3 separate regions of the Mus musculus genome follow, and regions 1 and 2 are each linked to region 3. Evidence: chromatin contacts called from public ChIA-PET and promoter capture Hi-C data. All regions are on one chromosome and are shown on one strand. The core of a region is the stretch at or near the end of the contact, and the rest is flanking DNA. Distances in the headings are between cores, read along the strand shown. Region 1 holds the start of Axdnd1 (axonemal dynein light chain domain containing 1). Region 2 holds the start of Mr1 (major histocompatibility complex, class I-related). Region 3 holds the start of Qsox1 (quiescin Q6 sulfhydryl oxidase 1).

Region 1 (4,299 bases), core at 533-3,032, 610 kb before region 3:
GACTGAATGTTAATAGTGCAGGATGTAGAGCATCTTCAAAGTTTGTTTGTTTGTTTTTAAGATTTATTTATTTTATTATATAAATAAGTGCACTGTCACTGTCTTCAGACACACCAGAAGAGGGCATCAAATTCTATTACAGATGGTTGTGAGCCACCATGTGGTTGCTGGGAACTGAACTCAGGACCTCTGGAAAAGCAATCAGTGCTCTTAACTGCTGAACCATCTCTCCAGTACAAAGTTTTGTTTTTAAATTGATATAAACACCGATGCTGAGAACACAGCTTTGCACAAATATGCTGATCTCAATTAAAATTTAAGATTTTTTTTTCCTTTCTCATGTAGCCCAGGCTGGTCTAAAATTCATTATGTAGCCAAAGATAGGCTTGAACTCCTGATCCTCCTGCCTCCATCTCTCCAGTGCCGGGGTTACAAAGTGTGTTCCATCCACCACATTCCACCATTTAATGATTTTGTTGTCATTAAAAATGAAACTCAAGCCTGCAATTCTAACAGCATTATTTAAAACCAACATTTGGGGGCTGGAGAGATGGTTTAGTAGCTAAGAGGGCAGACTGCTCTTGCAGATAACCTGAATTTGGTTCCTAGAACCCATGTCAGGTGGCTCACAACCACCTGTAACTCCAGGGGGTCTGATTCCCTCTTCTCTGGGGCATCTTCCCTCACACACAATAAGCACATATACATAACCTAAAAGAATTAAAAGTATAAAATCAAAGTGAGCAGTCATGCCAACCGTGAGTGTGGCACACCCACAAGAGCTTTCTCTTGTTCAATCTACAAACTGTTTTATCAACGTCACAAGCCAGATGCACAGTCTTGGTTAACTTGAGTCCAAGTGGACCCTAAACCTTCATAAACCGACACCCCCCCCCACCCCCCCACCATGCTGTCCTTTGCCCCTGCACGACAATGAATAGCCATTTGATTCAATAAATGGACACAATCTCTGAAGAGATTTCTCCCATCTCCCTTGCACTGCAGGAATGGGTGGCAACAGTTAGGTCATGCAGGGTGAGCAGAGTTACTCTGTGCTCGTTTCCATAGGCGCGTCAATGGGAAGATTGTTGCCAACTACTGATCATGATGTGCTTGCTCCTACAATCAGTAGATTCTTTAGAGAGAATGCTAGAGAGCCGATGCTACTGCAAATGCAAATTGGGGCCCATTTCTTTCTTTGTAACCTCCATTAGCCTAGGTGAGAAAGTCCTGCTCAGGTATTTGTCTTCTCCTTCAGCTACTGTTGGCATAGAAAGCTACCTGACACTAAGATGAACCGCACTTACGAACACGAACTGAGTGCATAGAAGTGACTTGAACAACAGAACTAGGCTGTTTGCTAGTTTACTCCTCCTCCTCTCTTTTTGAGACAAGGTTGTCACTAAGTTTCCCTGGCGGATTCAGAACTCATAGATTATGCTAGCCCTGAACAGATTCAAGAGCAGAAGGTCTCATTGCTACATCACCCTCTCTGCAAGGGCAGGGCCCGGGGAGTCTCTACCGGCGCAGGTCTGCGCTTGCGCAGTCTGCACCCGGAAGCGCGGTTTCGAGAGCCTATCCCATTCCGAGACAACAACCCGATTCAATATTCTTCCTTATTGCTACTACCCATGACTAAAAACACACGGAAACTTCTAGAGAGTGTAGAGACTCCTTTTCATCTCTTTTCTTTTGACGGCTCTGCCGGAGGCGGCTCGGCCCGCAAGTTGCTAGGACGGGGGGGGAGCGGGGAGCGTGGGGGGGGGGGCAGAAATGTGCTGCGTTGCTATGACGACGCAGGGCGTTCCGGAAAAGGGATGGCCTTCCGACGCCAGGCGGCAAACACAACTTGTGGGTACAGCGGCCGGTGTCGTGCACTCCTACAGTGCAGTCCTAGGACTTTGCTGAAAGAACCGTGGGAGCCCCGCCCCACTCGCGCCCGCGGAGCTGGGTCGCGCTGACCCGCCCGCAGTCTGTAGGGAGGCGGAGCCTGACTTTCCCGGGCTGGGCCCTGACTCTGACCCACCCATACCCCATCTCTGTCATGTCAAGTTATCTTAGAGGGCTCCCCAAAGAAAGGAAACCACGCCAGATGAATTCTGAAATTCAGTCTGAACACAAACACTCAAGAGATCTCTCTGTTCATTTGCTTTGTTTTGCCTACAGAATTATGGACAGCTTGAAAGTCTGAACACGATTTTGATTTGTTTTTGAATTAATTTTTTGGAGGATTAATAGTTCTGAGAGTGATCCCAGGCATTGATTATTATGTCTCTCCACAAAGTGTCGGACACTTCGCTGACCTCCCCATCAACATCTGAGTCCAAACAGGCAAAACTCTATGTAGTCAAGGAGGCAAAAGGTAAACTTAAGGATGCCGTGGACAGAACCATTAGGGCTACTGAAAGAATTTGCAATCCGTTCTCCCTTTCTCCTTAGCCAGCCTGAACACTCACCAAGTCAGAATACTGTTTCATCTTCATTTAAATACTAATAGCTATATGAAGTTTGGTTGCTTCTTCTCTGACTTCAAGGGAGCTTTAAAAACATAGTTATGTGGATAAGAAAAACATAACTTAGTTCAATATGCCTATTTGTATAAGATTCAAGATGTTTTTTGAGATTCCTTAAGATTTCCATCCTTGGGGCTGTGTCTTGGAAGGCAGAGGCAGGTGATCTCTGTGAATTTGAGGTCAGCCTGGTCTACATAGTAAATTCCAGGCTAGTGGGAGCTACATAGTGAGACCCTGTTTCAAGAAAAATGTAAAAAGACGTAATGATAAATGTAGAACCTGTACCAGAATAAGAATCAAGGCAGTCACCGTCTCACTCTTGCTCATCAGACTGAGGCTATCTCCAGTCTTAAGGTCACAGAGCTTTTTGGGTTGTTTCTTATTTATATTTTGCTACAGTTCCATCATCAACTCAAGGAGGTACGGATTCAACTCAAGGACTTACACTAAGCAAGCACTCTATCCTGAGCTAGCTACCTATTCACTATTTATGTTGCAGGGCAGTGGAGGGGTTGGGGCTTGGGTTGGCTGTACACTCACTCTGTGTAACCCAGGCCTTTTACTTTGTATCTCTCTGCATGTTCTCACATCCCCCTTCCACTCTTCCCTCCACCCTTCTAGCTACTCCTGCTTTAAGTATTCTTTGTAGCTGGGCTCCTCTGCTAGAGGCACCCTTCTTGTTAGAAACACAGGATACTGCTGAGGCAGTCTGGGAAACTTTAACTCCCCGGAACACTCCATTAAAAGTTTGTCTTTCCTAATACTTCCTTAGGGCTTCCTGAGCTAAAGGAGAAAAAATCCATGGTGAACCACCTCAAACCCCTTCCTCCCCTTCAGAATGACTACAGAATCCCCGAGGAAGTTCTTCTCTCTCTGAACTATGCAGCTAATGCCGGTCCCTGTCCTGAAAGCTTACTGCCTGTGAAGAAACCTAAAGCCCCAAAGGTTTGTATATACATACCTATCATGTTTGGGGTCACAATCCCTTTTTTAAAATTCACTTTGTTAAGTGTTTGGTGAGCAGAAGTTGTGTTCAGATGATCTTTTAAAATGCATATTTAAATTAAAAAAAACCGTTATTATTAGTTCGTGTGTGAGTTTGGGCTCAGGGTCAGAAGACAGCTTTCAAGGTCTGCTTTTCTCTCTCCAGCATGGGCTGGGGGTGGGGGGAGCACAAGTCATGCATGGGGTTGCAAGCTCTTTCAGCTGCTGAGCCATCTTACCAACTACAAAATTCAAAATTCAGATCTTGCTGAGCATGGTGGCTGGCACTGATAGTTCTATCACGTCAGAGGCCGAAGCAGGAGGATTGCCACAAGTTCCAGGCTGACTGGGCTATACAATAAGATCCTGTCTCAAAAACAAAAACAAAAACAAAAACAAAAACAAAGCCAGGGGCTGGAGAGATGGCTCAGCAGTTAAGAGCTCTGACTGCATTTCCAGAGGTCATGAGTTCAATTCCCAGCAACCACATGGTGGCTACCAACCATCTGTAACAGTATCTGATGTCCTCTTCTGGTGTCTCTGAAGAGAGTAACAGTGTACTCACATAAAATAAATAAATAAGTAAATGTTTAAAAAACAAAAAAACTAAAGTGAAAAACTCTCAGGTCTCTTGAAGCGTATGTTTCCATTGCTTAATATTTCCATTAACCTGTTTTATGTAAACTTACCAGAGGTATTATTGATGCTCTCTCAATGTTCTATCTTTGCCCTTCTTTACGCATTCTGCTCCTCTATAAAGCATCTAAATGCCCTGATGTAAATAGTCAAATAAGTAACACTT
Region 2 (4,325 bases), core at 1,042-3,541, 670 kb after region 3:
CTGGTCTACAAAGTGAGTTCCAGGACAGCCAGGGCTATACAGAGAAACCCTATCTAGAAAAACCAAAAAACCATGAATAAATAAATAAATAAATAAATAAATAAAGGCCATGAATTTGAAATAGAGCAGAAAGGGATATATGGGAGAGTTTGGAGAGAGGAAAGGGAAGGGAGGAATTATGTCATCAATTTATAATCTCAAAAATGTAATGAGGGAAAAAATAGAAGTACTTGTAAAGTTATACCATTAATATGTATATCTGTTTTGGCAAATATACATTTGAGAAATAATTTACAAAATAGGATTAGAACATGAAACCCCTTTTAAAAAAGAGAACCTCAAGCCAGGCATGGTGGCGCACGCCTTTAATCCCAGCTCTTGGGAGGCAGAGGCAGGCAGATTTCTGAGTTCGAGGCCAGCCTGGTCTACAAAGTGAGTTCCAGGACAGCCAGGGCTATACAGAGAAACCCTGTCTCGAAAAAAACAAAAACAAAAAGAGAGAGAGAGAGAGAACCTCACATACATATACCTACATGCATATCCACAATAAAATCACCAAAGAAGCATATACTAAAATATATCAGGAATGGTGTCCTCTGCCTTCCTACCTTTCACTAGCTTGCAATTAGATAAAGCGATTTTAAGCTACCCACACTTTTCATGTTTCCTTTTTAAGAGTACAGCATGAAATCTGGGGAACAAGCTATTAACAGGAAAAAAAAATCCAAAAACCCAAAGGAGCAAATACATTGGCACAGCGTGCAAGCATCATGGAGCAGCAACAGGGGTCTCTGTGAGGGGCACATGGATACCTATATTTGCTAGATGAATAGCCAAGGGAAAAAACAAAAGAGGAAGGAAAGGAAAAAAGAGATGCAAGCATCTGAAAAGAGGCCATCAAATAATTTCTTTTAGCTTTTTGTGGGGAAAGGAAGACATGCCTACGTTTTCCACTCTCATAGAAAGCAAAAATTAGGTGGCTGCAAACAATATATATTTTCTCTCCAATCATTTAGGAGGCCACAGTTCTGAAGACAGGTCTTATGGTGAAAAAACAAAACAAGACTAAACAAAACACCACCAACAACAAAAACAAAACAAACAAACAAACAAAAACCCAGCTTTTGACACATGCATTCTTTCTAGAGGTTCTGGGGTATGGTCTGTAACCTTCTCATTCCAGGTCCAGGGGCCTCCTGCACTCCTTAGCTCATGCCCTCTTCAGTAATGCATCTGCTGTCACAGACCCTTCCCAGATTCTGACCCTCTGCCTTCCTGAAATAGGGACCCTCGTGATTAGATTGGTTCTGCCAGGTCCAGGATCATCTCTCCATCTCTGCGTCTTTAAATCAACGGGACCTGCAAAGTCCCTTATGCCATATAAAGTGTGTTGTATTCACGGGTTCTGAGCTTTTAGAGTGGGCCATCACTCAACTCACCTCTGAAGGAAACCAGGGGTTTGATTCTCCTATCCCCTCTTCCTGCGTAATAAACAACCTCACTGAGTCAACAGTCCTGTGGAATACACAGATTTCTTTTAAAGGGGAAGCTGTCCAGCCATGGTGCAGTCTGTGATTCTGCCCCATGTCAAAGAGATTTGACCATGTCAAATCAAGCATGGTGCCTGACCCCAAGCCAAAGCCTGCCTTTTCCCCATTCTTCTCTCTATCCTGTACTTCCTCTTTCCTGTCTAGACCTGTTCCCCAGCTCCCTGAACAGCCTCAGCTGCTGTTTCCTAACTTGTCATGTGCTTCTAACAACAATGTGACCATAGGTTGGAGATTGCTTTCCTTGAAAGATGAGTGGCGACCCCTCAGAGTCTCCCATAGGCCTTTTCTTTTCATGATTCAACAGGGATGTTTGGGGTCTATTGTTCTAGGTAAAAAAAAAAAATACAGGAAAGACAGATATAAATAAAAAAATTACAGGGCATTCTAAATGGTACATGCTATCTGAGACGGATGGGAAAATCATACTGAGCAGGGAGTTCCAAATCTTAGAACCCAGGGTGCAATTTCCTTTGTCCCTTGGTTAAAAATCTAAACTCCAAGAAAGAACCAAAGGCAATAAATTACCCATGTCATTAATTTTTGCTTCCCTATACCTTTCATGTAATTGAGCTACAGTTGGGAACTGGATGAAGAGAAGACAGGAGCAAGCTGAGTCTGAAACCCACAAGGGGTTAATGTTTATTGCTTTCATTTTTGTAAGTCTCTATTCTACCTAGCAACTAATGACACCAGATATATTTACCAGTTCTTACTGGAGAATGCTTCCCCCTGTCCCACCCCACAGTGCTCAGTTACCAAGTGTAAGTAAGTCGGTAGAGTACAAGTTCTCAAAAGATTCATCAGGGGTCTGTCACTGTCTGAGGTTAAAAAAAAAAATCGGAAAAGCAAAGGACTTCAGCACGGGTTGATGATGCTCCTGTTACCTCTGCTCGCTGTATTCTTGGTGAAGCGAAGCCATACTCGTAAGTATCCTGAGTGCTCTTTGCTTCCAAATGCAATGCTGAAGCATAACGACGGCTTTGCTTTCTAAACTTGTGGTGCAAACTATAAAAAAGCCAGAGACAAACCCACAGGTCCTTTGTACCCAAGACTTGAAGGGTGATGGACCAACTGGCCTGCTGTTCAGATGTGTGTGCATGGATGCCAGCCTGCCCAGAAAGACTGCCTCACTTTTCCTCTGAGAGCTATGTCCCCACTTTTCTGCTATACCCTTACTTTCCCTTCTGTTTCTCTTCTTTTCTTTTCTAACAATGAACCTGCGTGTAGGGAGAGTTTCAGGGGAGTTGAACCACCCAATCTGTCCATCGTTCAGGCCAATAGATAATTTTTCCTCCTCAGGACAAGGACATCCTGTAACAAAAGATGCATGAAAGATAAAGCCATGGCTCTGAGCTCGTTTACTAGGTGTAGGAAATATTCATGGATTTAAAACAAAGTTCTGGGGCTGGAGAGATGTCTCAGCGGTTAAGAGCAATGGCTGTTCTTCCAGAGTGCACCAGTTCAATTCCTGGAACCCACGGGGCAGCTCACAACTGTCTGTAATTCCAGTTCCAGGGGATCTGACATCTTCACATAGACATCCATGCAGGCAAAACACCAGAGTACGTAAAAATAAGTGAAAATTAGAATAAACATCGTAGTTTAGGGAGCTTGTGTCTCTAAGGGATCAAGAGCCCTGTGTTGCCACCAACACAGGAGAGTCCGTGTGACAGGAAGTGCTAGCCTTCTCTACCCTAAGCAACTGCTTTCCAGCTGGCTGTTAGTGCTTTTAAAGGTTCACAGGAGAATTGCAGAACTCCGATCAGGCCACCCAAGCTGCTGACTAATGTTCATGCCAGGAAGGAACTCTTTCAAATCGTGTCTGTGTTAGTTCTACAAGTATTGATTGATAGCTTGCTACGTGTCAGCTGATTGGAGGAATGTAACAACTGGATATGGATATGGTGATGCAAACTTACAGTCCTAGCTACTCTAAAGGCTTAGGGGGGAATGGTGAGTTTGAGGCCAGTTTGAGTGTCGAAAGAAAGAAAGAGATCGAGAAAGAGAGGAAGGGAAGGAGGGAGGGAGGGAAGGAGGGAGGGAGGGAGGAAGGGAGGAAGGAAGGAAGGAAGGAAGGAAGGAAGGAAGGAAGGAAGGAAGGAAGGAAGGAAGGAAGGAAGGAAGGAAGGAAGAGAGAACAATAAAGATCAGGTTAGATGTTTCTCTGGCTTACGGAGATTGCAGAACCCTCTGGCACAGTGATCACAAGTGAACACAGGTCTTCTGCCTTTAGCCCAGGCCTTTCTGTGATACTGCTGAACTTCCGAGTACCCCGTACATAGATAATTTGTGGGTAGTTATAGGATGGGGTGCTGCACTATGCTGGTTGTTTTCCTCTGACTCTTAGATGTGTTCCTGCTGTGTTGCTTTGTGTTCTAGAAGCCGAGGGCTACAGACTGCATCACCCAGTCCTAGCTTCTGTGTTGGTTCACTTGGTAGGAAATGCTAGGAAAAGAGAAGAGAACAAGGAGAAAAGAGAGATTGAAGTTTGCTTTTCTTGCCTCCTTCCTTCTTTCTAGAAGTCTCTGGCAGTAGCTATCTGTAGCTCTCTGCAGTGTAGGTTGTTTTTCCTTTTGTCTGAAAATCCCTCTTCTTTAGAGTTTTAGCTTCCGCTGGGCTTTAGCAATTCTTATTAGCTGCCCATTTCCCTGTAATCTTAGGGGTGAACATGGTTTATTATAGTTACTTCCTTATGGTCTCTCCATGGGACCTTTTTGGTAAGGGTTGTTTCCTCCCATGGTTCTCACTAAATGAACTTTGAGGAAAATGACAGGG
Region 3 (3,768 bases), core at 1,107-3,606:
AAGCCAACCTTTGTGTATTTCTCTTCCCTGTCTTTCCCAGGCACTGGGCCCAATGGTCTCTGCACAAGGTCTTTTTTAATTCTCAGGCCTCTGGAGACGCTAACTACACACCTCTAACAGTGGAGATACGTAAGGCACATTTTACTGGCACCTGACCAAGCAACTATAGTACTTTCAATCCCTAGAATCCAAAATTCCTAGGAGACATCTTAAGACAAGGGTGAGGCCCAGGTCCTAGTGGCCTCTAGGGTGGACGGACATGGGACCACGGAAGCCAGTCAGGGGCTGAATCCCAGGGAGGAATGCCTACCACATGAGATGGCTTAGGGTCAGAGAGGAACGAACCTTCCACTTTACTTTGGTGATGTAATTTCCTTACGAGTTTTAAATGTGAGGCACAGAGAACCTAAATAGTTGAAGGAAGCAAAAGACCAGCTGTTGGGCCTCTTCCTGGAATGGTCTTACCTTAGACTGTCATGAAGTCCCCTCCCAAATGCCATTCTGGTGTTTCCTCATAAGAACTTCCTTAAAATTTGAACACCCCATGCCCAACCTTGGGGTTCTCATCTTTCAGCTACCTGGTTTCCACAGAGCTAGAACCCCAATTGTGCCAGGGGTGGTGATGGTAGGTAACACATGCCTTTAATCCCAGCATTTGAGAGGCAGAGGCAGGATTATCTCTGTGAGTTCAAGGCCATTCTGGGCTACACAGTGAGCTCCAGAATAGCCAAAGTTACATAATAGGCCTGCCTCAAAAACAAACAGCCCATATGCCAACAGACTTAAAATTATGCTTCCAACACCTGAGACCCTAAAATGCTGCCTTTCTAGCAACAGGCAGCACTTAGACACATAGCCTGCTCTGACCCTTTCCCAAGGTCTCTCTTTCTAGGAAGCGTGTGCGAGGCTCAGATATGCAAAGAAGGCTGTTAAAATTGTGCCCATAATGGAATACAACAGAGTGGAAACAGGAGGGAAACGAGGAAGGCAGGAACCAGTTACCCTCAAAGCCAACAAACTCTACTGGACATCTTGGGGGAATTCAAGAACTCCAGAAAAAAGAAACTGGTTTTCAGATTATCAGAAAGATCTAGATAAAAGGATAAGAAATTTATATAATAATTTGGTTGTTTTTATTTTTGAGACACTATGTAGCCCAAGTTGGCCTGGCATTCATATTGTTCCATCCCAGCCTACAGAGTATCTGAGGCTTTAGACATGCCCCACCATGCCCTTTGGTTTGTTATTTTTTAAGATTACAAACCTGTATTTGGTCTTCAGCGGTATTACTGACTCGGTCGGTCCCTTCAAATATCAGATGTCCCTGTCCCTGACCACCTCCTATTATAACCATAGCTCCCCTTGATATTTGTCATCAGTCAACCTACATTCACTTGCATACCATCTGTCCCCATTGTAAGTTCCACACCCCTCAGTCTTTTATCACCTCATTCTTAATATCTGGTGCATGACTGGCACAGAGACGTTACTCAGTTTCTTATGAAGGAAAGGAGTAACACACCTTAAGGGCTAGGCCAAGGGGTCACAGAGAGGGCTAACTAATCCAGAGATACAAAAGAAAAAGGCCAGTGTGACAATTCTGAGGATGACCTATTCACTTCAAGATATCTCACAAGGCACCCGAGGTACAAAAGGTGGCCATAGGAAAATTCACTATCACTTTCTTACTTGTGGACACAAGCTTAGTTGATCCGGATACTTGAGAGAACATAGGAGCATGAGGCTGAGTAGGCTGAGGGCAATATAGCATCTGAGCTGTGGGGAGGGAGTCCAACCTGAAGGAATCAACCCAACAAAGGGTGGAGGGATGTCAATGCCAAAGAAACCTTGACTCCAAGGCAGCAGAGCCCAGCCAACTGTGGGAGAGGGCGTCCTGTCCCCTCGTAGGAAGCCCTCCAGCAATAGCTCCCTAGACGGTGGGGCCTCCGGAGGCGTGCGTGCTTCTGGCTCCTGTGGGCCTTGACAATCACAATGTCCTACCTCCTGGCTCTTTTCTCCCACCTACTTCGAATTCCCAATGTGAAAACTGCGAGAAGGAGCCCCCTGGAACTTTCCAGGAACAAGATAAATCTGTAACGACTATGCCAACGGACTCCGCTTCCGTAGGATACGGGGGCCGAGAGCGGCCAAACGTTGCCCCGGCCCCCTCAACGACCTCGAGTGCGGCCTGAGGTCCCGGGCGGCACTCGTTTCCGGACCCAGCTCGGAGGTCTGGCTCGCCGGGGGATGGGAACCGCGGAGCGCCCACCAGCACCGGGACCCCGGCTCTGGCAGCTCACACGCTCGCAGGGGCGGTCCCGGGAGTCGGCCCCGCCTCGGGGCGGAGCCTCTTAGCTCCTCCTCCTCCTCCGGGGCGGAGGCTGTTGGTGCGCGGCAGGCTCCGGATACTGACTAGTCACAAACTTGAAGGAGGTGGACATTCAAGCCGCCTAGGATGAGGAGGTGCGGCCGCCTCTCGGGGCCGCCATCGCTGCTGCTACTACTGCTGCTGCTCTCGCCTCTGCTCTTCTCGGGGCCCGGCGCTTACGCGGCCCGGCTCTCAGTGCTCTACTCGTCCTCTGACCCGCTGACGCTGCTGGATGCTGATTCGGTGCGTCCCACTGTGCTCGGCTCCAGCAGCGCCTGGGCGGTGGAGTTCTTCGCCTCCTGGTGTGGCCACTGCATCGCCTTCGCCCCGACGTGGAAGGAGCTTGCTAACGACGTGAAAGGTGAGAAGTGGAGGCCTTCCCCGACCCACCGGCAGGTCCTGCCAACCGTCCCGCTAGCTCGTCCCCTCCCTCGCGGCTTCCTTGGTCCATCGCAGTCCCTCCCCTCCCCCAATCCATAGCCTTTAAGTTCTCCCTGGCCGCGTCCCCTCAGTCCTCTGCTCCTGCGTCTTCCTCTGACAAGTCTTTGTCTCTATCCTTCGAGAGGGTTTTCTTGTTCCCTGTGCTCTTCTCTGAGCCTTTCTCCAATCCAGCTTTGTAGCAGCCTCCTTCCTCATCCAGGGATCCCTTCTTGCCAACTTCCCTAGTAGTCGAGGTGGAACAGTGCTGGATAGAGAGTTGGCATTCATTCTACCGCCCCCACCACTTTTCTCCACCCCCCGTGGCAAGTTACATAGTTGGTATACACATTTCCTTTCTCATCCTTACCTATGAGGTAGATGTCTGTCTTCATCGGGTGGTTTTCCTCTTTGCCTGTCCAGTCCAGGCTTCTCTTGACCTGCTACCTCTAGCACCTTAGCTTCCAGGCCACATTCTTATTTCTCTTCTCCTTGGGTCTGGACTCGCTTAGACCTTAGCCTTTAAGCCCATGAGACTAAACTATATGTATGCCTGTGGTGTGTGATTGGCCCGTGCTCCATGCTCCAGTCACTGGTCTGGCTATTCCTCCATTCTAAAATGCCAATTACGGGACCCACTCTTCATTTAATTACAGCCTAAGGGGTAGCAGGATAAGAAAACCACCAAACGTATAGGGATTTTTAAAGTGTGCTGTATTATAGGAATGTTAAAATATTGAAAAATTAAGACTTGCAGATGAGGGAACATAATAATGGTAATTATTATAGACCAAGTGCTTAAATAGTAGACTCTGTACTGTGGACACGACAGAATTTCCTCTCTACAGCTTAAAGATTCCCTGCTATACACACATCTTTCTAACTCAAGTCAAGGGTGCTGGGGGTGGGTAAGGGGAGGGGTGGGGAGCAGGAGTGGCATGGTTGTGGGGACTGGTTCCTGACTTTGTCACTTCTCTGATGAG

What was found. Promoter capture Hi-C pulls out the DNA fragments that hold promoters and counts their contacts. ChIA-PET counts read pairs in DNA pulled down with a chosen protein or histone mark.
Region 1: a promoter capture Hi-C map of embryonic stem cells shows a contact between it and region 3, with 4 times the contacts expected there. The contact joins the promoter of Axdnd1 here to the promoter of Qsox1 in region 3. A contact is called at or near these places in 4 of 39 promoter capture datasets (embryonic stem cells, hippocampal neurons, pre-B cells and 1 more) and 1 of 9 other capture datasets (adipose tissue).
Region 2: an RNA polymerase II ChIA-PET map of memory CD8 T cells shows a contact between it and region 3, with 7 read pairs. The contact joins the promoter of Mr1 here to the promoter of Qsox1 in region 3. A contact is called at or near these places in 2 of 115 datasets of contacts at active chromatin or transcription factors (memory CD8 T cells and pancreatic cancer cells).

Annotation. Positions count from the first base shown.
Region 1 is chr1:156,418,398-156,422,696 of GRCm38.p6, reverse strand. It overlaps Axdnd1 (axonemal dynein light chain domain containing 1), which reads left to right and starts at 1,782. Exons shown (of 26, transcript NM_001346967.1): 1 at 1,782-1,851; 2 at 2,167-2,362; 3 at 3,286-3,458. The coding sequence starts at 2,269.
Region 2 is chr1:155,144,780-155,149,104 of GRCm38.p6, reverse strand. It overlaps Mr1 (major histocompatibility complex, class I-related), which reads left to right and starts at 2,291. Exons shown (of 6, transcript NM_008209.5): 1 at 2,291-2,473. The coding sequence starts at 2,419.
Region 3 is chr1:155,811,487-155,815,254 of GRCm38.p6, reverse strand. Qsox1 (quiescin Q6 sulfhydryl oxidase 1) reads left to right here and starts at 2,356. Exons shown (of 12, transcript NM_001024945.1): 1 at 2,356-2,729. The coding sequence starts at 2,456.